2 separate regions of the Pungitius pungitius genome follow, and region 2 is linked to region 1. A link is a contact called in public Hi-C data. All regions are on one chromosome and are shown on one strand. The core of a region is the stretch at or near the end of the contact, and the rest is flanking DNA. Distances in the headings are between cores, read along the strand shown. Region 1 holds the start of LOC119217821 (D(1) dopamine receptor-like). Region 2 holds the start of lcorl (ligand dependent nuclear receptor corepressor-like).

Region 1 (2,743 bases), core at 152-2,651:
GCTCGCCATCGCCGTCCCCACCGCCGCGGTCAAGCAGCCGCGTCCGCGGCAGCACAGCAGGCGCACGAAGGCGTCCCGGAAGTCCGCGTTGAACGCGTAGATGACCGGGTTGAGGGATGAGTTGCTCCAGCCGATCCACACGAAGACGTCGAAGGTTTTCTCGTCGACGCAATGGGGGCCGCGCCGGGACCCCGGGGCCTTGGGCCCGGGACAGAAGGGCAGTGCGCAATTCAGGACAAAGAATGGCAACCAGCAGCACACAAAAACCCCCATGATGATGCCCAGAGTTTTGAGGACCTTAGTCTCGCTTCGGATGGAGACTTTGAGCTCCCGGTGCGACTCCATGGGGCGCTGAGACTCGGGATGAACACCGATGTGGGACTGATATGAGTTCGCGCCCAATTCCGTGCACAGGTGAGGGCACAGCTCAGGTACGCTCGAGCGGCAATTCTGCGCGTGCTCCGCCGCCCGCTCCAGGGAGGATATCATCCGGATCTGCATCTGGGCTATCTGGTAGATGCGGGTGTACGTGACGATCATGACAGCCACGGGGATGTAGAAGCTGATGAGGGAGGAGGAGATGGCGTACGTGCGGCTCAAGCTGGAGTCACAGCTCCCGCCGACGCCGCTCTGCCCGCGAGGCGCCGGATCCTCCGCGGACGGGTCAGCTGCATCCGCGCGGTGCCAGTTCAGCTGCACGGGCACGAAGGAGATGACCACGGAGACCGTCCACGTCACGCCAATCATCACGGACGCCACCTTCTTGTTCATACTCCTCTCGTAGAGGAACGGGCTGGAGATGGCCCAGTATCGATCCACGCTGATGACGCACAGGTTGAGGATGGAGGCAGTGGAACACATAATGTCGCAGGCCAGCCAGGTCTTGCAGAACTCACCGAACGGCCAGAAGCCGGCGACTTCGGCCGCGGCTTTCCACGGCATAACCAGCACGGCAACCAGAAGGTCCGACAGGGCCAGGGATACGATGAAGATGTTAGTGACTTTGGCGCGCAGGTGCCGGAAGCGACAGACGGCGACGCACACCGTGAAGTTGCCGAAAAGCGTCCAGACGATAAGGACCGCCAGGACGCAGCCGGTGAGCGCTCGGTGCTTTGGTGACTCCTCCGGGCTGCTGGCTCCTACCAGAGCCAAGGCAGTCGTGTTTGTCATCGCCTGGTCCCGCACTCGGCCATTTGACACTCTAGAATGAAGAGAATAAATCCATCCGTTCGTTCCATTAACAGAAAATAGAGTCCCTTTAGAGTGTTGAGCGCGCGTCCCGCTCCACGCGGACGGATCTTTGCTGCCGCTCCGAGCGCAGCGCAGATTTACAGCGTGAACACGCGCACCGCCAGCTGGTGCCGCGACAACGCGCGCAGCGCACAGAAGTTTGACAGAGAAGACCAAGACCTTTTAAATAGGAGCCCTTGTGTTTATTTAAGTCCCGGCGCGCCATTAGTTCTGTTGTGACAGAGGACGGGGCTAAAGGGCGACGTTAGGCTGCAGTAATCACTTCGGTTTTATTATTCAGCTCTTTTCAACAAGAGTGTGTTATAATTCAGCACTCTGGCAAAATGCAACATAATTGCATACAAACATGAATGATCCAAATCAAGGTAATGCTGGACAGTAGAAAGTTAAACATTGAGAGATACAGAGAGACAACTGGTAACTGTTATGAACAAATCAAATCAGTTCATACATTTAAAAAGGACTGAATCATTTCAGTTGTGTCACACCACGTGGTTGAGAAAAGAGAACTGAAATGATTCAGGATTCAAGTCTTTTAAGATGATCTCACTTCCTTTCCACGTCCTCCATGCTTTCTGCTTGGAGACATTGACACATCAACTTGTTTTGGATGCTTTTATTGATGAACAACTCGAATAAAAAGTAAACAGAACATTCAAAAACAGCACGAGCAGCACACCAAACTGGACATTTAGTGGACACTTATGTACCTGTGATCTCAAACTTCGACAAGGCATTCTGGGACATCTGACGTCACTCAAGACAGAAATATCAGGCACAATATTCAAAGAATAGGAGAGACATGAGCAATGGGCTGGAAATATCTTCTCAAGAAGGAAAGGCCACAGTGTATTGGAATCAGTGTATTGGTTTATGGTTTATTTTGTATGTCCTTTATTACTAACTTGAGGTGATTAAGAACAGCTGCACTGAGGAGGATGTGAACTAATAGGAAATATTCCAAATGGTGGGTCACGACCTGGTCTTTGGGAATAAAGGTTCTATGTGTTACAACAACCACTAAAACTCAAACAATTAAGCCGGAAAAAGATTGAGCATGTCCCATTGCGTAGTAGGTCAAATGCAGAATGACAAAAGTACCAGGACGTCCTACTGATTTGCGTTTAAACGTTAAATACTGCACTGACATTGGAAAAGTAAAACCCTGCTTTAGGCGCTGAGGGAACTTTACCTTCTTTGTTCTATGATGTAAATGCAGCCAAATAGCTCAAACTTTATGATCACATCATTTTGCTAGTGGTGATTTACCTCTTGACTTACCCCCCTTTCCAGACTTTATGCTAATATAAGCTAACCAGCTGTTTGTAGTAGAATCATTTACCATGGACAGCTCCCTCTCTCTCTCACACACACACACACACACACGTGGATAAAAGCAGATCTTTTTGGCCCGGGGGCAGGACCAGATGGCACAGCTGAAGTTGAAGCACCGGTGAGGAGCACTTAAAATAGCACTGCACGCCATATTTGA
Region 2 (2,743 bases), core at 170-2,669, 140 kb before region 1:
TAGTAATGAATACACACGGAAACCAAATTAATCCCTGGACATGCATCTTTAGCTATGAGTCCAATATTAACATTATATAAAATAATATCCACCTACAATGTGATACAGCAACAAAAACTCACTACGCAAAAATGTTCGGGAAAGAAAATATAAAAGCTGAACTATGATTACATAGTAATGAATACACACGGAAACCCACCATCGAATAAATTGAGGTCCCTCAGCAGCAGTGGCCCATAGATTCCCTCCAGAATGCTTTCAAACCCTGCAAGACAAATTAAAGAGATACCATCCTTGAATGCTGATATGAACGTATTTATACGGGATCCAAACTAGACCAAAAACAGATCTCACATCTACCATTGAAAGCTGTCAACAACACACGCAACGTTTAACGCAAGGACCCATATAATAATTTACTAAACAAAGCAAACAGGTGAACGTCTCGTGGATGGCACCACCATTAGGACTCCCCATCAGGTGTTTACGGTAGTTTAATGTCACTGTGCTTCAACGTCACAAAGCAGAATAAACCCGGCAAGCTCCGCCTAAGCACGCCTGATGTTTTATAAAAACAAATTTTAAAAGAAGCAACGGGTACGGAGAAAAAACGTTACCTGATATCGCAGAAATGTTCGCTTTTGTTATAATGCACTGCCATTAGAAGCCTCGACATAGCAACAACCCCCTCCCCCAAATGAACAGCAACAGCATTCATGTTAGCATAGCATACTAGCTGGTATTTAGCATAGGCAACATATTTGTCAATAAACACATTTATCGATTTTTCGAACAAAGGATATGATAAACCTTAATTATACATGACAGATATCATATTGGACATTTCACATAATCTAACAGGATTACCCCCGGTGGACAGGAAGCTAGCTCAGAGGGACAAAGAAAAGGAGCCAACTCGAAGGGCTAGCCAACTGGTAAATATTAGCCTGGCAGCCTGACTGAACGGCTAACGTTGGCCACCTATGGAGCCAGGCTACTAGCTAGCTAGCTAGCTAGCTCCAGCTAGCTATGAAAACAGAGATGGGGGCTCGCGAGCCTTCAGTTGCCGGGCGAAATTTCTTGGAAGCTCATTCATTTTTTTTCTCTCACAAAACACGAAACTGCAGGTTGATCATACCGACGCAGTGTATCAATTTGTAACGCCAAGAATCAAGTTCCCGCCGAAACCCTTTCCTTTCGGCCGTGCATTTGCAACACTGCACGGTCGCCATTCTGCCGCGTCCTTCCCCCCTCTCGCTCCCTCCGTCTGAGCGACAGGAAGCGGCTGTGAACAGCTTCCAGCTGCAGCGCTCGGCTCGCGACCCGCCGCCAGAGGGAGAGAAGCTTCAGACAACACGGGGGCGTTTCTTTCTCTCCTTTTTCATTTGAATATGGTAGAATATCGGAGAAATAAGGCTACGTATCATTCATCAGGTTTCCCCTGGGGCCTCTGGGGCACTGATAAAAGCCAGTAAGACAAATCAGAATAAAACAAGAGTGACCTTTGACACTGCGACTACCTAAATCTAAGTGACTTCTAGGCTGAAAGGACCGCCTGCTCCTCCTCAGTGCCGCCACGTGAGAGCAGCAGAGAACTTTAGATCTGTCCACAAGTAAGTGGGTCCAGTGTGCATCACGATGTAGGCATGAACACAGGGTTGAGTGAAATGATACGGTCTTTATTAGTTAAAAAATTCGTAATTTTATCCCACAATATAACACAAATACAGTTTCTTCATCCCGCCGACACGGCAGCCAAGCCCAAGACTCTTTAGGGGGCCTGGAAAACAATGAAACTGTGGCATGTCCCAGTTTCATTGTTTTCCCATTTGTATGTTAACATTGTATTTAATAGCATATTCAATGGAATTATCTACCATAAAATAGCATTATCCTCTGAGATAATTTAACCTAAGCTATGCAACAGTATAGATCACGCATGCACACGGTGGGCCAACCTGGGGCATAGTAATCCACTGTTCTGGAGAACTGGTTGGCATCTTTGAGAAATATAATCAACATTTAATGCTTCTTCCTGCTGCACTGTTGTGTCCACTGATGTACAGAGAGTTGGCAGAACATGGTTTTTACTGATGAGCAGCAGCACAGCACCGAGGTGGGGGTCCTGCTGCCTCCCCTGCAGCAGCCCAGAGCAACATTTAACACCTCAGCCTCCGACATATCTCGTTACTGCACCCAACACGCAGTTCTTAATACAAGTCAGGGCCACTCAAAGGTGTGTGTGTTTGTGAGAGAGCCCATGACACCTGGATCTTGTTATGTAGTGCAGAAGAGAGGGGCTTGAGGAGGGGGTGGGGGGAAAGAGTAGCAACACATTATGGTCCACCTCAGTTGCAATGCCTCATTGAGTTCACACACAATCAACCAGATATTGGGTGTGACTATAAAATGAAGAAGTAAGCTCATCTCGAGTAACTCATCCCCTCAGAATAATAGAGGCAGGGTCGAGGACTAAACTGTCCGTCTCACCGTTTCTTTTTTCAAATCCACCCCATTGTCTCTTAAATTCCCTCCCCTCGGTTCCTTAAAGAGGGCGCTATTGCAGACCCTCGTTAAAAAAATGCTTTCTGCCAATTAAATTTACAGGTGCATTCCGTAGACCTATATACTGTATATCTGCATATATATATATATATATGTTTTGTTTAAAGATTAGAACTAGCACTCCATATGCCATTGTAAAAGACCCTCACCTGTATAATAGAAACATGATTTCTCTGGT

Evidence for each region. Hi-C and Micro-C count contacts between places; a contact is called where the count stands out from the background.
Region 2: a Hi-C map of muscle shows a contact between it and region 1, with 2.9 times the contacts expected there. The contact joins the promoter of lcorl here to the promoter of LOC119217821 in region 1. A contact is called at or near these places in 2 of 2 Hi-C or Micro-C datasets (both in muscle).

The regions. Positions count from the first base shown.
Region 1 is chr9:5,484,495-5,487,237 of fPunPun2.1, reverse strand. LOC119217821 (D(1) dopamine receptor-like) reads right to left here and starts at 1,401. Exons shown (of 1, transcript XM_037471781.2): 1 at 1-1,401. The coding sequence starts at 1,170. LOC119217573 (GTPase IMAP family member 4-like) reads right to left here. Exons shown (of 2, transcript XM_037471320.2): 2 at 2,258-2,743.
Region 2 is chr9:5,622,714-5,625,456 of fPunPun2.1, reverse strand. lcorl (ligand dependent nuclear receptor corepressor-like) reads right to left here and starts at 1,419. Exons shown (of 8, transcript XM_037471693.2): 1 at 1,139-1,419; 2 at 200-265. The coding sequence starts at 1,232.